2 separate regions of the Zea mays genome follow, and region 2 is linked to region 1. Evidence: chromatin contacts called from public Hi-C data. All regions are on one chromosome and are shown on one strand. The core of a region is the stretch at or near the end of the contact, and the rest is flanking DNA. Distances in the headings are between cores, read along the strand shown.

The links. Hi-C and Micro-C count contacts between places; a contact is called where the count stands out from the background.
Region 2: a Hi-C map of tassel shows a contact between it and region 1, with 2.1 times the contacts expected there. The contact joins the promoter of LOC100857041 here to the enhancer-like site in region 1. A contact is called at or near these places in 4 of 25 Hi-C or Micro-C datasets (endosperm, leaf and tassel) and 1 of 3 datasets of contacts at active chromatin or transcription factors (leaf).

What each region holds. Positions count from the first base shown.
Region 1 is chr6:149,911,989-149,914,688 of Zm-B73-REFERENCE-NAM-5.0, forward strand. No RefSeq gene overlaps it. Among protein-coding and RNA genes, the nearest start is that of LOC100857041, 42 kb to the right of the region's middle. Within about 2 kb of position 1,268, at least 18 of the 20 cell types and tissues checked have an H3K27ac peak or open chromatin away from gene starts, as enhancers often do. A contact at or near this core is called in leaf and tassel, where this site is marked.
Region 2 is chr6:149,953,973-149,956,862 of Zm-B73-REFERENCE-NAM-5.0, forward strand. It overlaps LOC100857041, which reads left to right and starts at 1,586. Exons shown (of 4, transcript NM_001254912.2): 1 at 1,586-2,314. The coding sequence starts at 2,081.

The sequences.
Region 1 (2,700 bases), core at 18-2,517:
TGAAGATAAAAAAAAAATGTTGCTAATAACTTTTATAGATCGATCTAGTTAAATTGAGAAAGTTTGAACTGCATGAATACCATGACGTCAACTATTTTAGGACAGAGAATATTTGTTATAGTTAATAGAACAGAGAAGTTGTGTGCCTTGCGGATTATTTATGCATAGATGAAAAGAAATGCTGTGAATTACTATACATGGCAACAATAATCATATCATAGTGCAATTATTGTTCTAAGTCCTAAATTTTTGCTTATGAAATGCTGTATTTGGTGAAGTAAGTGACATTTTTTCACCTCGACGTTTTCTCTTGACATCATCAAAATTCTACGCGGCACTAACCACTAAGGCCTTGTTTAGATACTCTAGTATTAACCTCAATCTACATGTGTTGAGGTGGATTAGGGTGTAAATTAGTTTAATTTACACCTCAATACATGTGGATTAGGGTGAATACTAAAGTAACCAGAGAAGGCCTAAAGTGTAGCAATATATTCCCCTTAGCTACAACCTTCATGCTAACTCCCCTGGATATGAATAAACAAACAAGAATCAGAGATCATTGGATATGGAGAAAATAAAGAGCACAAATGAAATGCACCAGTAGTTAAATAAAGAACCCAGATTTTTCAAGGAGGGGAAGAGCACCGGGATCCGGGCGGGAAAAGAAAAGACCCTGAAAAGCACCAGACGGACGAATGCACCGTCAGAAAGGCGAAGGAACGTTGTCGCCTTCCGAGGAGAAAGCGTACTCGGTGGTGAAGAGATTGGGAATATATATGCGCTGGTGAATGGTGCAGTGACTCGAGTAGTGCGTAGCACTTGCTTAATTACTTGCTTTTAATGGACTCGTTTCGTTGATCCATCACGAGTTAGACGCAACTACCATGTGGATCATTGTTGTCCGTGTATCGATCGGTGGGCGCCAACTCTCTGCAAATTATTGCACCCATCCATGTCAGTCTCTCTGCAAATTGCACGCTAAAATATTGGTTTCGGAATTCAGGCCTAGTACATGCATACTATTCAGCGAACTTGATTTGGAGAGTTCATGACTCGATCTACTTAGCATGCATGATCCGACATGTAGGCACCGAAAGCTGTAGCCCTAAGCATCTTTGTTTAGTTCTCTGTCAGGGCTACTACAACGACGGAGTACGCACAGCACAGACGAAAGATGCACGAGTACGAGCTGCATCATGCACGGACCACACCACACACCGCTAATACAGCCAGCCACTTGCCTCCTCAACCCTCGTCCAGGGCACACTGCATGCATGATGCGTCCTTGTCGTTTCTGCTTGTGTGGTGGTGTCTGTTGTTGGTGGAGTTCACCTGCCGTTGCCAATTTGCCATTGCCATTGCCATTGCCATTGCCATTGCGACAGGCTGCTGCGTACACGCCGCGCCTGCCCTCCCTCGTCGACGCCGGTGCCGCCGCCCGTACGTCTTTATGACTCGGACCACTGCCTGTCACTCACAACCGGACACTTATCCCAGCTATACGCACCCACGTGCTCTTGGGAGCTTCCGCCGCGCTCTGGCCTCTGCCGCGTCATGGTGTCCTTCAAAGGGGAGGCAGTCTGCAACTTGCAAGGCCGCCGGTTTCTGCATGCACTGGACCAGGGCGGCTGCATAGTATTGGAGCGACGATGGATCTATGTGCTGCTCATATATATATTTTCCCTTAACCATTTCAGAGTGGTTTTGCTAACATGGCCGTAGATCTACACGTTAAAGTGGTCTCTCCTTCTATCTTATATAAAAATGCCATAACTTTTTTCATATTAAGTTAGATGAATATAAATTTTATATAGAAGATATTAGAGACAACTATGTGATTTATACATCTTTGTACTAGACGTACAGATTTTTCGTTTGAGATCTTTTAGAAGCCGTTCTAAGCTCAAGTTTTGTTGAAATAAGGTAGGTAGGTAGGGCTCCTTCACCACAAGGCTCTCCGCATATAGAAGCCCTTCAACTCCTCCACCTCATAGGATCCCTTCATCTACCACGCACCAAGTAAAAGGAGCCCTTAACCTGTGCGTCACACCTCATAAAACACTAATGCGCACATAGACAATCTAGACAAAGAGCAAGAGCACACAGAGTGACTCATTAGTTAAATCTGCATTCAAGAAGCTACCATGTGATAATATTAACGAGGAGTTGTGTGCTATCGTCAGCGCAGAGGTGAAGCTAGGAACACTTCACGAAGACTGTACCAGAGAAAGAAGAACCGGTAGATGTATATCCACAAAAGCGTTTCTTGTTAAGATGAGTGAAAAAGAAAATAAACAATGTATCTATGACTATGAGTGCATGACGAGTAAAACACATACAAAAGATCCAAAGAAAAATGTGACATCATGACAGTTTGCATGGACATACCAGCATATGGTAAGTCTCTAGTCCGACCAGAAGAAGTCAAAGAATTATCAACGCAAATACCACTAGTACACATAAGCTCTATAGTGGCGGTTGTAAACCTATTTACAGTGGCGTTTTTCGTAACCGCCAGTGCTAGGAGCCAGTAGAAATCATCATTTTTACATACGGGTAACTGAGAACCGCCAGTGAAAATCGATTTTCACTGACGGTCGGCGTAATAAAACTGCGAGTGAAAATCGTTTCCAGGAAACATAAAACGGATTTTAAAAATAGCAAAAAAAATATTTTTATTAGGGAGGCCTCGCGACC
Region 2 (2,890 bases), core at 336-2,835, 42 kb after region 1:
CACAAAGGATGTTGTTTAAGAAAAGATGATGGATTGGAGTTTTCACAACTGAGTGTCCAATATGGCTAATCTTCATATATGCACCACTTGTCGTGTGGATCTGGTCAATCCCTTTGTATTTATCATGGAGCATTACTTCTCAAGTTCTCTTATGATTGATTTGTAGCTTATGTGTCCATGTATAAATTGAATATTTGTCGACGAATATCATCTCATTCGGGGTTTGCTCTTATATTTGTCGAATATAATATCTCCGTTCTCGAATATTTGTCGCTGGATAGTTTATTTTTAAACTAAAACATGACAAATAAAAAAGAACGGAGAGAGTATATCGTAACAAAAAAAAGTATCTAATGATACTCTAATGTTTTCTTATATATATAGTTAAAATCTAAAGTAATTGGTTTATGCGAAGCGACATGTGTGTGCATCTTTTGACGAGAGATGGTTGCGTGCACGTACAGGTACAGGTACAAGCAGCAAGCAGATGAGATGCCCACGCGCAACACGGAGCTGGGCTGGGGCAGGCAGGGCCGCATCGGCATCGGCATCGGCATCTGCATCTGCATGCATGTGCGCCATCATCGGTCGTCGCGGGGTCAGCGAAAGATCTCGTGCCCGAATCGGGCGGGCGGCGCGCGCAACACGCGGCCAGGCGAGGCGACGAATCGATCACCCGTCGACGACGAATCGGAGAGGATCAAAGCGGGCGCGGCTGCCGGTGCCGGCCGGTGAACGCAGTGTCAGTCGCATCAACGGAGAAAAGGAGTGACCGCCTAATTGAGCACCGCCGCTCGTAGTGGTAGACTGGTAGTAACAGGTGGTGTTGACGCAACAGCAACGCACCCGGCCAGTCCGGTCGTCGAGCCGAGCCGGCTGGGCACAGTCGCACAGAGAAGTATCTCGCTTCGTGTGGCCTCCAGGCCGGGCTCGCCGCGGGGAATCTCCCTCGTGCCACGCGTGGTAGGAGCGCCGGTCGGTGTTCTTCAGCCGGGGCGGTGGCATGCCCATGTCAGCCTGCTGCTGCGTCGGCTTCCGATCCTGTACGTACGCTCCCGCGTTTCAGGGAGGTTCGTAAACCCAGGTGCAAAATTGCAGGTTTCCGTTCGTATATATATCCTACGAATATTCTTACAAACACACCTATGTACCTATGCATTCTTGTGGGTCATTGCTGACACTATTTGAATATTCTCGCTGCCTTTAGATAACTAATTAAATGTTATCTCCTTTCCGATAAGTTGGCACGTACAGGACGCGACGGATAAACAAGCATATCAACGCTTCCGCGGATATGTTTTATTACAATTGCTGAATACCAACCCAAAAAAAATAGAAATTATGATCTCACTATTCATACGTCTTAAAAAGACCCTACAACAAAAGCACATTCCAGAACGGGCCGTTCATGTCGTTACCAGAAAGCGGAGGAATGGATATGCCAGCCTGAGGGGCCTATCCTGTCCGTCAACACACGAGGGAGAAGCCGCGTGCGTGCCTGTGCCGTCCGTCCAGTGATCCAGTCCGTGCCCGCCCAACACACAACACAACCCAGACCCAGGGAATGTTGCTGTGCAAGCGACGGGCACCGCGCTTGTTGACTCGGCTTCCCCTGCTCCCACGGCTCTCCCTCCCACCTCATCTTCCTCCTCCTCTCCTCCTCCATCTCCTTTAAAAGCTCCGTCCAAGCTTTCACCTCGCTTCAAACCACAATTCACAGGCCCTCTCCGATACTCTTCCTTCCTCGGTCCACCTTTTTTTTCCCGGCCCTCTATCTCCTTAGCTGCCAAGAACACGCTGTTCGATCGTCTCGTGCTAGCGTGGTAGTCTGGAAGCGTCTCTTTTTTTTTCTTCTTCCTGTTCGATCCAGTTCTACCCGTCCAATCCAATCCAAGCTCCTCCCTTCACCCCAAAGGGACGAGAGAGAGAGAGAGAGGTCCTCTATGGCCGGGCCTGCTGTCCACCCTCGTCACGGCAGCCGGCCGGCGCTCTGAACTCCCGAGCCGGCTCTCCATCAGCCACGTCGCGCGCCGCCCAGGAGAAGGAGCTCTTTAATCTGTGCTAGCAGCGGTCCCAGAGAATGCGGCAGATCTCGTCGCTGCTGCAGGGCCTGGCCCGGTCACTCTCGGTGGGGAGGGACAGGGACAGGGACAGGGACCGGAAAGGGAACGGCGCAGGCGACCGCAAGACCGCCGTGCCGGCGGTGCTGCGGACGTCGGGCACCCTGTGGGGCGACGGCTCGGACACGTTCGCCGCCGTCTGCTCGCGGCGCGGCGAGAAAGGCATCAACCAGGACTGCTCCATCGTCTGGGAGGTCAGCTCTCTCTCTCTCTGTCTCCCTCTCTCTCTGTTACTCGGCCTCTGCTGTTCGTTCTGCTTCTTTCTTCCATTAATTTCGTTCGGCTTTTTGTACTGGATTTCGGGTGTCATCATAAAGTTTGTGATTGCACGTGATATCTCCATAGAGTTCTTTTTTTAAAAAAAAAAAAAACTGGAAAATTCTCGTCGGGCTCATGCGTTCTACTGCATATATATAAGAAACCAAACATGAAACAGCGTCAGATCAGTGTTTCAGCTCATTTTGTGATTCTGACAACTCATGGAAAAAAGCCCCCCCTTTTTTTAACCAAACATATAATAGTAAGCACTTCTTCGTTTCAGAGGGATAAAGGCCAATTAGGAGGCATAGGTATTGGAGCACGAGTCTCTGGTGTTTCCTCTTGGCTTTCTCTTCCTCACAAACAATACAGGAGAGGGCCGGGGTCATACGTGTCCTTGGTGATATGGTTTCTTTTCAGCTCTCGGTATCTCAACCCAAGTCCCAAGGTAGCTGTAGTTAAGCTCACTGCTTAAGACGGAAAAGTTAGCCACATCATCATCACATAGTGGA